Linked DNA regions of Bombyx mori: region 1 is linked to region 2. A link is a contact called in public Hi-C data. All regions are on one chromosome and are shown on one strand. Each heading gives the region's core, a stretch centred on a gene start, on an enhancer-like site or on the middle of the called end of the contact. The rest is flanking DNA. Distances are from core to core; before and after follow the strand shown.

Region 1 (7,162 bases), core at 3,519-6,018, 68 kb before region 2:
TTTATAGAAAATTAAAAAGTAAAAAATTAAAAATCAATAATCCTAAAAAAGACGCGTTTTATAGAATATCCAACAAAAAAAATAGAAAATAAAATTTAATACATTTGAATTAAAAATAGTGTAAAATAAAAATAAAAAACAATGTATTTGATATATCCAAAGTTTGGATTCATGTTTAATTAATCTTACATCTACCCTGTGTGATGCGGTAACCTGCGCCTTCCAACAATCATTCTAGGGTCCGCAGACTAAAGCACATAAGTCAAAAAACTCTACTTTACAGGAATTAAAAAAAACTATTTAGAGTCTTATACATTAACAAACTTAATAATGTTTATTTGAATTATATAAGTCTATAACACTAACTTATTATTAAAATTAAATATTTTAAAGTAAATGTGATTATTTAATCTTTAGATGACTTAAGTTATAAGGAACACAATAATAGTATGAGTTAAGTGAAAAAGATCAACAATTAAGATATATATTATAATAATATAAGTCATAAATATAAATAACAACTCAATGTTTAATTAAAATTCTACTTCTTCATCGAGTTCTAAAATATCTGGATCAGTATTTCGTAAAGTTTCCAACGTGGGAAGACTTACGTAAAATTCATGGAAAATATCCGGTATTAAAGGGAGCAGCGAAATTAAATCATTTTTTTTCTCGATGGATATGGGTAATGGCTGTATAGATATTATAGGAATATGATCAGGAATACTGGACCCTCTTCTTTTATAGTTAAAGGTAGAAAAAGGCGAATCTATATTCAGGGTGTCTTTATAAGTGAGAATGCCAAATTCTTGCTCATAGCGTAGCCATCTTTTTTCCAGCCATTTAAACTGCCGCCCATCGGTATCTTTATTTCTTAAAACTAAAGCACTTTTGAGGAGGGATGAAAAGTCATAAAAGTCTGTATTTTTCATTTCAACAACCTTAAACTTTTTGCTGCTAGACCGGATCAACTGTATCCAATCATGTGGATGAAATACCTGTAATTCCGTTTTCTTCTTTTTTTTTTCTATGATGACATGATCGGTATCTTCTTCTAAATGGCTATGGCCAGGTATCATAAATTTGTGGTCAATTGTTTTGATAGCTCGATGTTTTTGCAATACCCAAGTAAACATACAACTGACATGGGAATTCCTATTTTGCCCACCGCATGTATCCGAGTAAAAAATTATATGTTTCGTATTATCAGATACGGATGTTTCTAAGTGCTTGTAAATACAAGAAGCGATTTGGTTAGCTCCCCGAGCTGCTACCGCCTCGTGCCACACATAGCAAACAGCTTTACCAGTTTTGTTGTCGTGGACAGTTAAATTGAACGTTCATAATTGCCGTTTATAAAAGGCTACAGAAGAACTTAGAGCTGGTGTTGGCAAACACTGCTGTAAATCAAATGTGTACACCTGTAACGTGTCATCATTCTTGCACATTAGCGTGTCAGCTCGTTTCATTTCATAGGCTTGATCAGCTAGCGTTTTGTGGTTATCATGTTGAAGTATGAGATCTATTTTAACAGATTCCTCTTGACATAACTGTATCTGCATCTTAAACTTGTCACAAGTGTAACAAGTATCGACACGCGGTTTTTTAAATGAAAGTCCTAATTTGTGAAATTCCTGACTATAGATTTTGATTGAAGGTGGATTATTCCGATCTTGACAAAATAACTCAAACATCTTTTGCATTGTTAAGTGAGATGGCAAATACTTCTTTGATGTAGACTTTCTCGTATAGTGACTTTCGTATGATGGAAATGACATGATATGTGTCTTAATTTCTAGGCGTTTTTCGTTTGATATCTTATGCTTAGGAATTGTTTTCCCTCGCATGTCATCAGTTTGAGTACCCCCTATGGATGATCTCCTTTTCATAGCAACTGTCTTTATAAAATTGTCACTTTCATCTAACGTTTTCATTAAACATCCTCGGCAGACAGGTTCACGTTTACCATGCACAGTAAAAAAGTATTTATATGTCTTCATTCTAAGCTTTTGCTTTTCAGGTTCAATAGCTCGTATTCTTTGCGTAGATTTATCTTTAATTTCCATTAAAGACGCCATGTATGCAGATCTTTTTGCATATGACCCCATTTGCCAATATTCTGTAAATATGGCATGCCTATCAGTTAGTGGTATACGTTCTTTACATTTCATTCTGCAAACAGGTAGCTCTTTCATAGTGCGATCTGATATACATTTTCCTTTTAATGTTTTGTATGCCTGTCCTAAGTTACGTTTTAATTTTTTTTCTCTTTTTATAGTACGTATACTCTTTTTTGGAGACACATTAAGATTAATTGAAATTTCATCACAAGTACTTGAACTTGATGTGGTTGAAAGTCTCGGTAATTCATAACATGGATCTCGTACAGAATCATCACTAGAGAAGTCAAGTACAGGATGGTATGTTAAACTACTGACTTGACCTGATGATGTCGACGGTATAGGATTGTCTGCCACTAGGTTCTCTGAGTTCAAAATCGACTGTTGATTTACATTTTCTAAAAAAGGACAAGACAATCATCTATTTATAATGATATAATATTGATATAATTACGTAATTTGCAAATCATAATTTTGAAGATATGTGAAAATATACCTTCATTGCTTTCCAGATGAGTGGATAACGCCATTTCAACTAATTTCTTGCATCTTTGAATATTCATCTTAAATAATTAAAATATTTAAGCACTCACACACAACTAACTAACACAACTAACCAACAAACTGTGCACAATCGACAACATTAGTAAATTAAAACCACTTACCGAAGTATTGTTTACGTTATAAATATTTTTAAGTAACCACTTTCTCTAAAGAAATGTTACATTTTGATGTTCTTTATAACATAAGTCAGACTTCTTACGTTAATAACTTTGTACTTATGGTGTTCCTTAGAACATAAGTCCAGTTATGTTTTTTAGTTCGTTTGATTATATTAGGATTTCTTAAGGTTGATACAGAACGCCGCTTGAATACGCCATGAAATACTTGAGTTTGATTTATGTGCTTTAGTCAGATTGTGTGTTGAGCAAAATGTAAACCGATGATGTAATAAAAAATAAACTGAAAATTTTGACTTATGTGCTTTAGTCTGCCGACCCTAGCATTGCTCTGCCTACTTCTGCTGGAAGAAGTTCGCAGGAATCTTCTATACGTCACGGACAAGGCAAGTCCAGAGCTTGTTGTGTACTTTGGAGGAGGTCTTTGCCTAGCAAAGTTGAGTGATAATATTGTTTCGTTGTCATCATTCACAAATAGAACCGCTTTCAAACTACATACCAGAACACGCTGACGATCCGGTTTATATTAATTTAAATAAAATTTCCAGTACTAATTACATTCGTGCAATAAAACCCAGCTACGATTATCTCAAATCGGGCATCGCGTGTAAACTCCACATCGAGTCTATCCCAGAGAGGATTCATCCCTCTCAATTATGCGTATTAATTGTTTAGTTTCAACACTGCACAGCTCTTTGTGCCGACATAATTTTCAATTTACGATAATTAAAGGTAATAAAAGTAAAATTTTCATTGGTTTCCCATTTCGTACCGAACATTGATGGATACCCTGAAAGTGTGTACATATGTATTTTTTTTATTGCCTTTGTGAGCAAACGAGCATGCGGCCCACCTGATGATGAATGGTTAACGTCGTCCATGGACTTCAGCAATGCCAGGGGCAGAGCCAAGCCGCTGCCTATCGATAAGCACTCTCTCTACATGCTTTGTTTGAAGAAGGATAATATGTCATAGCGCTCGGGAAACACCGTGGAGGGGAGCTCATTCCAAAGCCGGATGGTACGTTCCAAAAAATATCTCTGGAAACGCACTGTGGATGACCGCAGTGGCTCCAGGTAGTATGTGGGTCTTATGTTTTGTTAATTAAATTCCGTATCAGAAAGTAAACATTAATTTCGTATAAAAAAAATTGTTATTGAAATTATCTATCCCAAATGTGAATTGAAGTCATTAAATTAAAATAATCTGTGGTCACAATTTAATTGAAGAACAAATGCCAACAATAAATACTTAATATGTCGTTTACAACTTTTTAGAATGGCTTTAAGCCATTGTTTTTTGTGTTTTTAAGTCGTCGTGGCCTAAAAGATAAGACATCCGGTGCATTCGTATCTAGTGATGCAAGTTACCTGCCTATTTCTGCCGTGAAGCAGCAATGCGTTTCGGTTTGAAGGGTGGGGCAGCCGTTATAACTATACTGAGACCTTAGAACTTATATCTCGAGGTGGGTGGCGCATTTATGTTGTAGATGTCTATGGGCTCCAGTAACCACTTAACACCAGGCGGGCTGGGAGCGCATCCACGCATCCAAGCAATATAAAAAAATAGGTTTATTATTGATAATTCAATAAATACGAGTATACTTTCTGTCAACATAATGTGACTCTTAGGAAAATACTATCTAACATAACATTGTATTATCAAGGATCCGAGATAATCTAACAGCGAATGTATGGATCAACAATGAAGGAATTTATCACACTGTATCATGCTGTCATTTTTATGTCAAAAAAAGGGAACTCAAATTTTTGAATATACTTTTATTTGCTTGTACATTCACAGAGGTGTCCCCGAAAAGACTGCCTTAAGATATTCAATATCTTTGAATCGTTCGTAAATTCTGCATTACTATACGCTTCGGAAAGAATATGATAAAAAATACCACCTCTGAATACAGAATACATAAACTGAGGACTGTGTTGCCAAGTCAATGAATAGGAAAACCCAAATGATAAAATGTGGGAATGGCTATGACAGATGATCATCGACGGTACTTGATTTGAAAGATTTCCTCACTGAGAGATGTTTAATTTTCTACAATAAAGGTTTAAAATAATTATTTGTAATAAAGGACTAAAAAAAACGGTACGCCTGCAACTTGGTGCACGTCAATGAAGTGAAATTTCTGTTTTGATGTGTAGTATTTCGGTTTTTCTTTTTTCATCCTTAAATCAGACTGCTCTAATAGTCCTGCTAAAAGTCCCAAAAAATTAATCATTAAACCTGTTTTTCCTTATAGCTCCAATAATTCGAGTTTCCTAGCAACACACGATGCGACCGTGAATGATTGATTCTATAGTCGGGGTGTCGCATAAAATATTGATGCTCTACGTCATAAACCTACCCTTTCGGAGGCGAATTGACCATCGTAGCTTTTTGCATAATTTTTTTGCTTCCACGCACCTTGATTCGGTTGAGTGTTCCGTAAATTTAAGACGTTTTTCACGACTTTGAATCGCTGGTATACATTTAAGCGATGGATCGACTTTTATCGGGAAATGTATTTTGTTCGACAACATTTTATATATCAAATATGAATAAATAGTTTCTGTAATGGAACAACAGTCTGGCAATTATTTATGTCTTCGCAGTAGGTCTGTCTAGCTGTTATTTTTATTTTAATTGCCATCTGACCTCCACATTAATCTTTTTAAAAATATCTGGTATACTGGTAACGGTCTAAGTGTGTGCGTCTGTATTTAGCGCGAAATGTGTCCATATATAGTTGAGCTATCTATTGAACTCCGAAGGAGACCTAACAACTCAAGAGCAATTGCTTTGCGAATGAATCTACTGCCAAAGTAGTACTGCCAAAAAATCTTTGGCAGTAGATTCATTCGCGAATCAATTGCTCTTGAGTTGTTAGTTCTCCTTCGGAGGCGCTCGGGCAGTTGTTAGCAAATCCCACCCCTCCTGGCTGAGCCTTTGCTCGGCCACCTGTCCTGGTGAGGCCGGTAAGGGGGCCGGAGAATCTTTCAATCATAAAAAAAGTGCTTCAAGCATCAAGAACTTTTTTTCTGTGGGATGCCACAGACCTGTATTTAACCTTAATCATATACGAGGGGTGAAAGGTAATTTGGTTTAAGCGACATTATATCACTTTACAGGAGAGTGACTCATATAAAGTTTGAAATTTTGAAAAAAATATCATAACAAAAAACTTCTTCATCTATTTTAATGGAGTAAACTTGATTGAAGTTTAATTAAAAACATCGAACTGTTAATGTTAATACCAAATAAATTGCAAATTTAATTACAAAGATAAATGTCGCGTATTACGCGAAATGTCGCTTAAACCAAATTGCCTTTCACCCCTCGATATTATAAGCTTTTATATGTGGCGGGTAGCCATCATACAACGCAAGATAATTGACAGATGCCTGAATCTAGCTTACGACATTTTCAAGCTAAAGCGCATATATACAAGTTCCGAACAAGAACATTTGGACCGTCGGTCTACCGAGCAATATCATCCGCTCGGTGGAAGATCTTCCCTTTGTCGTATATTCCTACAACTATTATTATAGTTTTAGTATAGTAACTATAGTATAGTATAGTAACTATTTATTTATAGTTTCAAGTACTAAAAAAATACATTTTTTCCTACCTATGCTGATAACCTTGACTGGCTATTTCAGCTTTAGAGAAGAAAAGAAGAAAAAAAGATTAGTCTGGTTTGAGCCCCGTGAGCTCACCTACAGCTTCCCCCTAACATGTAGGTGAGCTCACGGGGCTCAAACCAGACTAATCTTTTCGTGACTTTTACTACTAGATCCCTTAAACTAAAGAACTAACTCTGTTCTGTAATTCTAGTTGGAGGTAGAAAGAGAGGAACTCCCCTTTAAGCTTACGGACAGGCACGGACGTATAATTTAAGGCCCGACGCATATTATAGGACGTCTCAACTTTTCACCAGTTTCCCGAGCTATTTTCCCATTACATATTTCCCAAATTTTCCCAATGGCATTTCAATGTGCAGTTTGTCCAAAATGCATATCGACGGAAGAAAGCGGAATTGTCGTAACTTGAAAAAAACACCAGAGCCATATGTATAATAATAATATAATATAGTAAAAAGTGATTTAGCATAAAATACAAGTTACGACATTTTCGCTTTCTTCCGTCGATATAGTAGGCAAGGCTGATTGAGCGCACAAGGTTTTTAAGCCAAAAAAAAAATATTGTTCAGAACAAATAAAAGAAACAATATCAGTACACAGCGTGACTCCTATAAAATATAGCGTATATCGTATAAATTTACCGACCTATCACTTAGCAACGTATTGGCACTCGTAAATAATCGTATAACCAAGGTTCAGTCTGTCGTATTTATGACGATAT
Region 2 (7,024 bases), core at 2,045-4,544:
CAGGGTTCAATTTATATCTTTATACACGTTCAATAAAAGTGTTGATTTGATATCTGTGTATTGATTCCTTAATCTTTATGACTGTGTTTTTGAGAATATCCAATTTGTTAGATAATTGTTACGTGTTACCGAGTTTTATATAATTTAAACACGTGGAATAGTTTTTATTGGGCTTCAGAGATACAAAGCTTAAAAGTCCAAAGTTTGTTCTGCTACAGAAGCCGGAAATACATCTAAGAAAAGAATAAGCACAGTTTCATGAGCCATCCGTGAGGCACCATCGCCTTGCCTATTTTTACCGCGTAACAATCATGTGATTGAGGGTGGAACAGCCTACATATAATTCAATAGAGATGTAGACGTCACATTTCAAAGATGGCGGCGGTCACGATATGATGTCTATGGCTTCCAGTAACCAGCTTACACCCAGCGGGCTCTGGGTTTTTTCGTCCATATGCCCAAAAAAAAACGCATAGTAATACCGTTAGCAATTGGCGTGTTGGACACCAGTTAGCAAATATTACTCGTGCCTCGTTTGCGTTTTAGATTATTTAACCAGGTGCCGAACCGATGTCATTATCTGACCATACGTCACCATAAAACTGCCAACTAATAAAGATAGCGACACACCGAGCACCCGGAAACGAATCTCGCAGGTTTTATTTCTTGGTCTCTAATTGATGTGAAACATCTATAGCCGCACGTAAAACCGATTTCTGGCATGGCGACGCATGCCGTGGCGACGCGTCGCCATGCGCAATCGACTGTGCGATTCTCTCCCACTCGATCCGGCGTTAAGCCATCTCTCTCGCTACACTGAGCTCGGATACCTATAGTGTATACTCCGTAGTGTATACAGTGTTGTTTACTACAGTACACATAACCTGTGTGTTACTTGAAAACAAAATATTTTTTCGTAATATTTTATATTATCATTATGACATATTTAGTTCCTATCACAATCTGTTATTTTCTGCATATTAATTTTACAAAATAATGTCGATGTTTCACATCTGCCAGGCGTCCCGTGACGGCTCACATTTTTTTGATGGTAATTACATATATTAGACATTGTTCTTTTTATTTTGTCGTTTACGTCAATTAGTCACCATCGATTGACAAATATGTAATTAAAATGTCTAAAAATAATGTTTTAAATTAATTAACGTTAATATCATAAATTGGAATTTTATCGTTACGTCCAGTATCCCGCAGCCGCGTCACCAATCCGTCCGTTGTGGACCCGCCCTAATCCGACGCGTCACGTCCGCCTAACGTGGCATTATACATGTCAACGACGCTTGCATAATATTTGATAAATCAGGACTTAGGCGGCGTGATCACAAGAATGATAACTCAAGTATGGATTACGAGGCCACGCCCGTATTTGAGAATATCGGACTGAGATATTACGTGAAAACTCCAAAAATGACAGGCTTCTTCTACGATTCCTCTTTGATTTAATCTTGTTTTTTCTTTGTAGAACTGGGCAAAGACATCAATTGTAATTTGAAGTGATCGTCAACCTATGTACTTTTTAGTAGTTTTTTTTTTTCGCAAGCCTCAGTTTTGTATTTGATTTCTGATACAATTTAAATCGATATAACATTTTTCAACATGCTATACAATCTTTTGAAATAGCCCTAACCTTCAAAACATGCCCTTCTCAATTTGTTTAGCTCCCCAATCAGTTAAATCACCTTGGACGTTATCGCGCATTTTAAACTGTCAAATTTACTTATATATATTTGTTGATTTTGATAATAACATCAAAGATTTTCTGTATCGGCATTCTTAATAGTGATTTAGACAATGTCAGGTAACGATAAATATTTTCATAGAACTGTGACGTATGGCTCCGTAATCCTCAGTTACAAAAGATATTCGACTTTCGTAACATGAAATGAATGTATTTTATTACATTGGATTTCTTGAGACTTATGACGTTTCGTGACGTAAGCAGACCTGTTTCTAAATTGTTATGTAAAACTATTCTCCCAATACATTTTTCACGATCACGCTCATCATAAACTCAATATTTTTGAGTATTTTTCCAAATCCAATTCATTTTTACAATCACGATTAAAGGGATTTTCAATATCGCGTTACCTCGTATCGTTTCGGATTTTCCACAAAATACTCAAATTTCAAGCAAATCATGAATAATGATGTATTTATGGCGATGACTTATGTATGTGTATTTTCAAAAATAAAACTGTTCGATTTTCTTACATTTTCATAATCTTGTGTTTTCTAATAACTGACTCGGCTTATGATTGTCTCGTCCGAATTTCAATAAGTTTGTTGTGTAAATTTTAATTTTTTTGGAACATTTTTATAACTTTCTCATATTCTAATTTATACTTTTCAGACATTAAAGTCTAATTGGTTCGATCGTTCTAAAGAGATGCAATGACCTTCCAATGAAAAGTTTTTTTTTTTTTTTTACTTCCAATGTGTGGCTACCGCCTGTGGGTGTAAGTATGATAGGGTAATTGGCGTTTTCCCGATGATTCTTCTCATGAGCATGGACCGACCTATAAGGGTTGAGGCCGTGGCCCCCCGCTATCGCCGCTCTAGCCGCGCTGACATCAGATGGAAGACTGCGACCGAGATCGTTGTCTTCCATAAGTAATCTGGAAGCAACCTTGTCGGCGGTCCGCGGATCCCGGCGTCGCTGATCGTCGACGACCCGTCGGTTGGGCGTCCTCGGAGTGGCACAGGGAGCCTGGTTATAGTGTTGATCGCGGGAACCTCTCTAGTCTGCCCGGGTTGTGATTTCAGGCGGAAATCGGACACAGAGTGAGAGAGTGTAAAGTTTTGGTGAGTAGAGGTCTAAAAACATCCTAGAGTGCGCGATCTGATCCCAAACATCAGCAGATCGTCAGTACCCCGTACACATGCTCGCTCGCCCCCTAGGCGCGGAATCTTGGCAGAAGGAAGGAAGGTTGAGCCCCCTGTCTGAAAAATAGGGTAAAAGGCGTTACCCATCATGAGACATTACATTGATGCTCCAAAATGTATTGTATAACGGCTGTAACGGGGTTTAAATTGTTATAAAATGTTTTTGGTATAGGAATACGCAGAATCGTGGTACCTTAGCTGTAACAGTGTATATGTATCAGAAATATAATGATTATCTTTAATAATGATATTTTCGTTTTTCCACCAATTATTGGTGACTGTATTGAAATAACATTATTTTTTATCTTATCGTTTGTATTACGTAACATGGTGACCCAGCTTTATCTGGCGGCACGGCACAACGGTCCCGATTCCTCTGTCGATTCCACGAACTATTTGCTGAAACAATAGCACGCTTCATGTTTACGTCTTGAACAAACAAGTTTGTGCTTTCACTCAACATCAATCTCGGCGAAGGCGCCCTTACCTCAAGGACATAAGAGCGCTATTCGCATTGAACGCAGATTAAGGAATGCTAGATTAGGTTTGTGTCGTGTCAAGATGTGGGGGCGGCGCTTTTGAGATTAAACTCTCTTTTGATAATTGCTGGTAAACAGAAACGTTGTAATTCTGTGATTGTCGCGATGTAAAGAGGTTTATTTTTTAATGATTTCCAAATTTGTGATTTGGGTTAAACAACTAGACGTTAATCTTAATTGACTGTCGCGTTTGTTTAAGAATAATCAGGCTTTGTTTTGAAGTTCTTTAGAAAAGGAGTTTATATTTTGGAATTAATTATGTTAAAACGAAAATTAAAAGTGGAAAAAATAGTAGATTACATGTAGAATCGAATGGTGATTGATTTGTGTGTTGAATTTCAATGATTAGAGCTATTGCCAATGGCTTAGCCTCTGAACAGCTTAGTTCTAGTTAATTTGCGTACAGACGTCCATGGCCTAAATACGAGACGCTTAGTATATAGAGAGATGTCTTATAGAGCAATGGGACTGTTCCGAGGTTCAATTCCGAATGCAAGTATCAATATGTAGATAGATACTATGTATTTAGCACGTGCTCATGAAGGACTTCTGCTACAGTTTTTTTTTATGTTTGAGTGATTACTGGCTCAGCCAGAACAAGGTGGGTTTTGCTAAGAACTACCCGAGCGCCTCCAAAGAAGACCTAACAACTCAAGAGTAGCTGCTTCGCGAATGAATCTACTACGGGATCAGAATCGCGATCCTAAGCATCAGCGGCTGATCAGCTTAAGGTGCCTAATGCAAGAGTTATTGGATCTGATGGATCCGTAAGGACGTGTTCTACTATAGTCTCTTTGCTAAATTAATTGATTGAAATATGATTTGATAATAAGATATAATAGAGAAATAATATTAATGTTGTTCACAAAAAAATTAAGGATTTAATTTTTTTTTATAAATGACAACAAAATAATGTATTATTTTTAGTTTCCTTTTTTCCTAGCTTTGTATATTAAATTTAATGGCTTTGTTTCAACTAAGATCGTCGCTCTATTGTTTGTTACGCCGCAGTAATTTTTGTTTAGGAGCCCTATTGTGCATACACAGGCTACAAAGACAGTAGTCATTTAACCCAGACCCCTCCCCCGGTTATCCTTCAGGAGAAGGCAGCTTGGGATCGAGTTTGCCTGGCCCTTAAGGCCAAAAATATAAATTTCACGAATGCCCGTAACCTCGCGAACGGCATTCAAATTAAGGTTCAAACACCCGACGACCATAGGGCCCTCTCTTCTTACCTCCGTAAGGAGCGTATAAGTTTCCATACGTATACGCTCCAGGAGGAGCGCGAACTCCGCGTTGTAATACGCGGAATCCCTAAAGAGTTAGATGTAGAGCTCGTAAAAGCCGACCTGTTAGAACAAGGCCTACCAGTGAATTCTGTGCACCGTATGCACACCGGTCGCGGTAGGGAGCCATATAATATGGTTCTAGTCGCTCTCCAGCCTACCCCCGAGGGTAAGAAAATCTTTAACACACAGACCGTCTGTAGGCTCTCTGGTATCGCTGTCGAAGCCCCCCATAAAAAAGGCACTCCTAGCCAGTGCCATAACTGTCAATTGTACGGGCACTCTTCCCGTAACTGTCACGCGCGCCCCCGATGTGTTAAGTGTTTGGGCGATCACGCCACGGCCCTCTGCGCTCGCGACCAAAAAACCGCGACGGAACCGCCTAGCTGCGTCCTGTGTCGAACACAGGGTCACCCCGCGAATTACCGTGGTTGCCCCCGAGCCCCTAAAATAAATCGCCGCGTCGCCCGCCAAAACCGCCTCCGAGCTTCCGGCCCAGACATCAAAGCCTCGGCACCCTCTGCGTCGCAGGCTAAGCCAGCGTTCGTTCCGGCGGCGGTGCCCAGTGTCTCGGCCTGGGCAAAACCGCTGCCGTACACGAACACGGCTACAACTCCCTCCTCCGCGATTCGTCCCGCCCCCGCGACTCGTCCCTCTCCCGCGACTTGCCCTCCGACCGCGTCCGACAATCTCGCTTTAGCGATCGACTTCTTTCAGTCGATCAACTTTGAGCGCGTTAACGCTTTGGGCGACGCCATTCGCGCTGCTTCCACTGCACAACACTTTATCGCCGTTGTGCAGGAATACGCCGACGTATACGCGTCATTAAATACGTACGTCCTCCCCTCACTCCGCCGGTAATCAATGGCGTATATAAGTAGAATAAAGCCCCTATCCGTAACGATAGGATTTTTTAACGCTTACGGTCTCGCAAATCAACGTGATCAGGTTTCTGACTTTTTGCGTGACCACCAAATTGATATCTTTTTAGTGCAGGAGACCCTACTTAAGCCCGCGCGCCGTGACCCTAAAATCGCGAACTATAACATGGTCAGGAACGACAGGCTCTCTGCCCGTGGTGGTGGTACCGTCATTTACTATAGAAGAGCCCTGCATTGCGTCCCGCTCGATCCTCCCGCGCTCGCTAATATCGAAGCATCAGTGTGCCGAATCTCACTGACGGGACACGCGCCGATCGTTATCGCGTCCGTTTATCTTCCACCGGATAAGATCGTTCTAAGCAGTGATATCGAGGCGCTGCTCGGTATGGGGAGCTCTGTCATTCTGGCGGGCGACCTAAATTGTAAACACATCAGGTGGAACTCACACACCACAACCCCGAATGGCAGGCGGCTTGACGCGTTAGTCGATGATCTCGCCTTCGATATCGTCGCTCCGCTAACCCCGACTCACTACCCGCTAAATATCGCGCATCGCCCGGATATACTCGACATAGCGTTATTAAAAAACGTAACTCTGCGCTTACACTCGATCGAAGTAGTTTCAGAGTTAGATTCAGACCACCGCCACGTCGTTATGAAGCTCGGTCGCGCTCCCGATTCCGTTCCCGTCACGAGGACTGTGGTGGATTGGCACACGCTGGGCATCAGCCTGGCTGAATCTGATCCACCATCGCTTCCGTTTAGTCCGGACTCTATCCCGTCTCCTCGGGATACCGCTGAAGCCATAGACATCGTAACGTCACACATCACCTCGACATTAGATAGGTCATCGAAGCAAGTTGTAGCGGAGGACTTCCTTCACCGCTTCAAATTGCCCGACGATATTAGGGAACTCCTTAGAGCTAAGAACGCCTCGATCCGTGCGTACGATAGGTATCCTACCGCGGAAAATCGTATTCGAATGCGTGCCCTACAACGCGACGTAAAGTCTCGCATCACCGAAGTCCGAGATGCCAGATGGTCTGATTTCTTAGAAGGACTCGCGCCCTCTCAAAGGTCTTACTACCGCTTAGCTCGTACTCTCAAATCGGATACGGTAGTAACTATGCCCCCCCTCGTAGGCCCCTCAGGCCGACTCGCGGCGTTCGATGATGACGAAAAAGCAGAGCTGCTGGCCGATACATTGCAAACCCAGTGCACGCCCAGCACTCAATCCGTGGACCCTGTTCATGTAGAATTAGTAGACAGTGAGGTAGAACGCCGAGCCTCCTTGCCACCCTCTGATGCGTTACCACCCGTCACCCCGATGGAAGTTAAAGACTTGATCAAAGACCTACGTCCTCGCAAGGCTCCCGGTTCCGACGGTATATCCAACCGCGTTATTAAACTTCTA

The links. Hi-C and Micro-C count contacts between places; a contact is called where the count stands out from the background.
Region 1: a Hi-C map of posterior silk gland shows a contact between it and region 2, with 1.7 times the contacts expected there. The contact joins two enhancer-like sites. A contact is called at or near these places in 2 of 7 Hi-C or Micro-C datasets (posterior silk gland and whole pupa).

Annotation. Positions count from the first base shown.
Region 1 is chr4:3,309,502-3,316,663 of ASM3026992v2, reverse strand. No RefSeq gene overlaps it. Among protein-coding and RNA genes, the nearest start is that of TRNAQ-UUG, 9.0 kb to the right of the region's middle. Within about 2 kb of position 4,768, at least 1 of the 8 cell types and tissues checked has open chromatin away from gene starts, as enhancers often do.
Region 2 is chr4:3,239,816-3,246,839 of ASM3026992v2, reverse strand. The region is part of intron 2 of LOC101737547 (zinc finger protein Gfi-1b); the gene reads right to left. Among protein-coding and RNA genes, the nearest start is that of LOC101737547, 41 kb to the right of the region's middle. Within about 2 kb of position 3,294, at least 5 of the 8 cell types and tissues checked have open chromatin away from gene starts, as enhancers often do.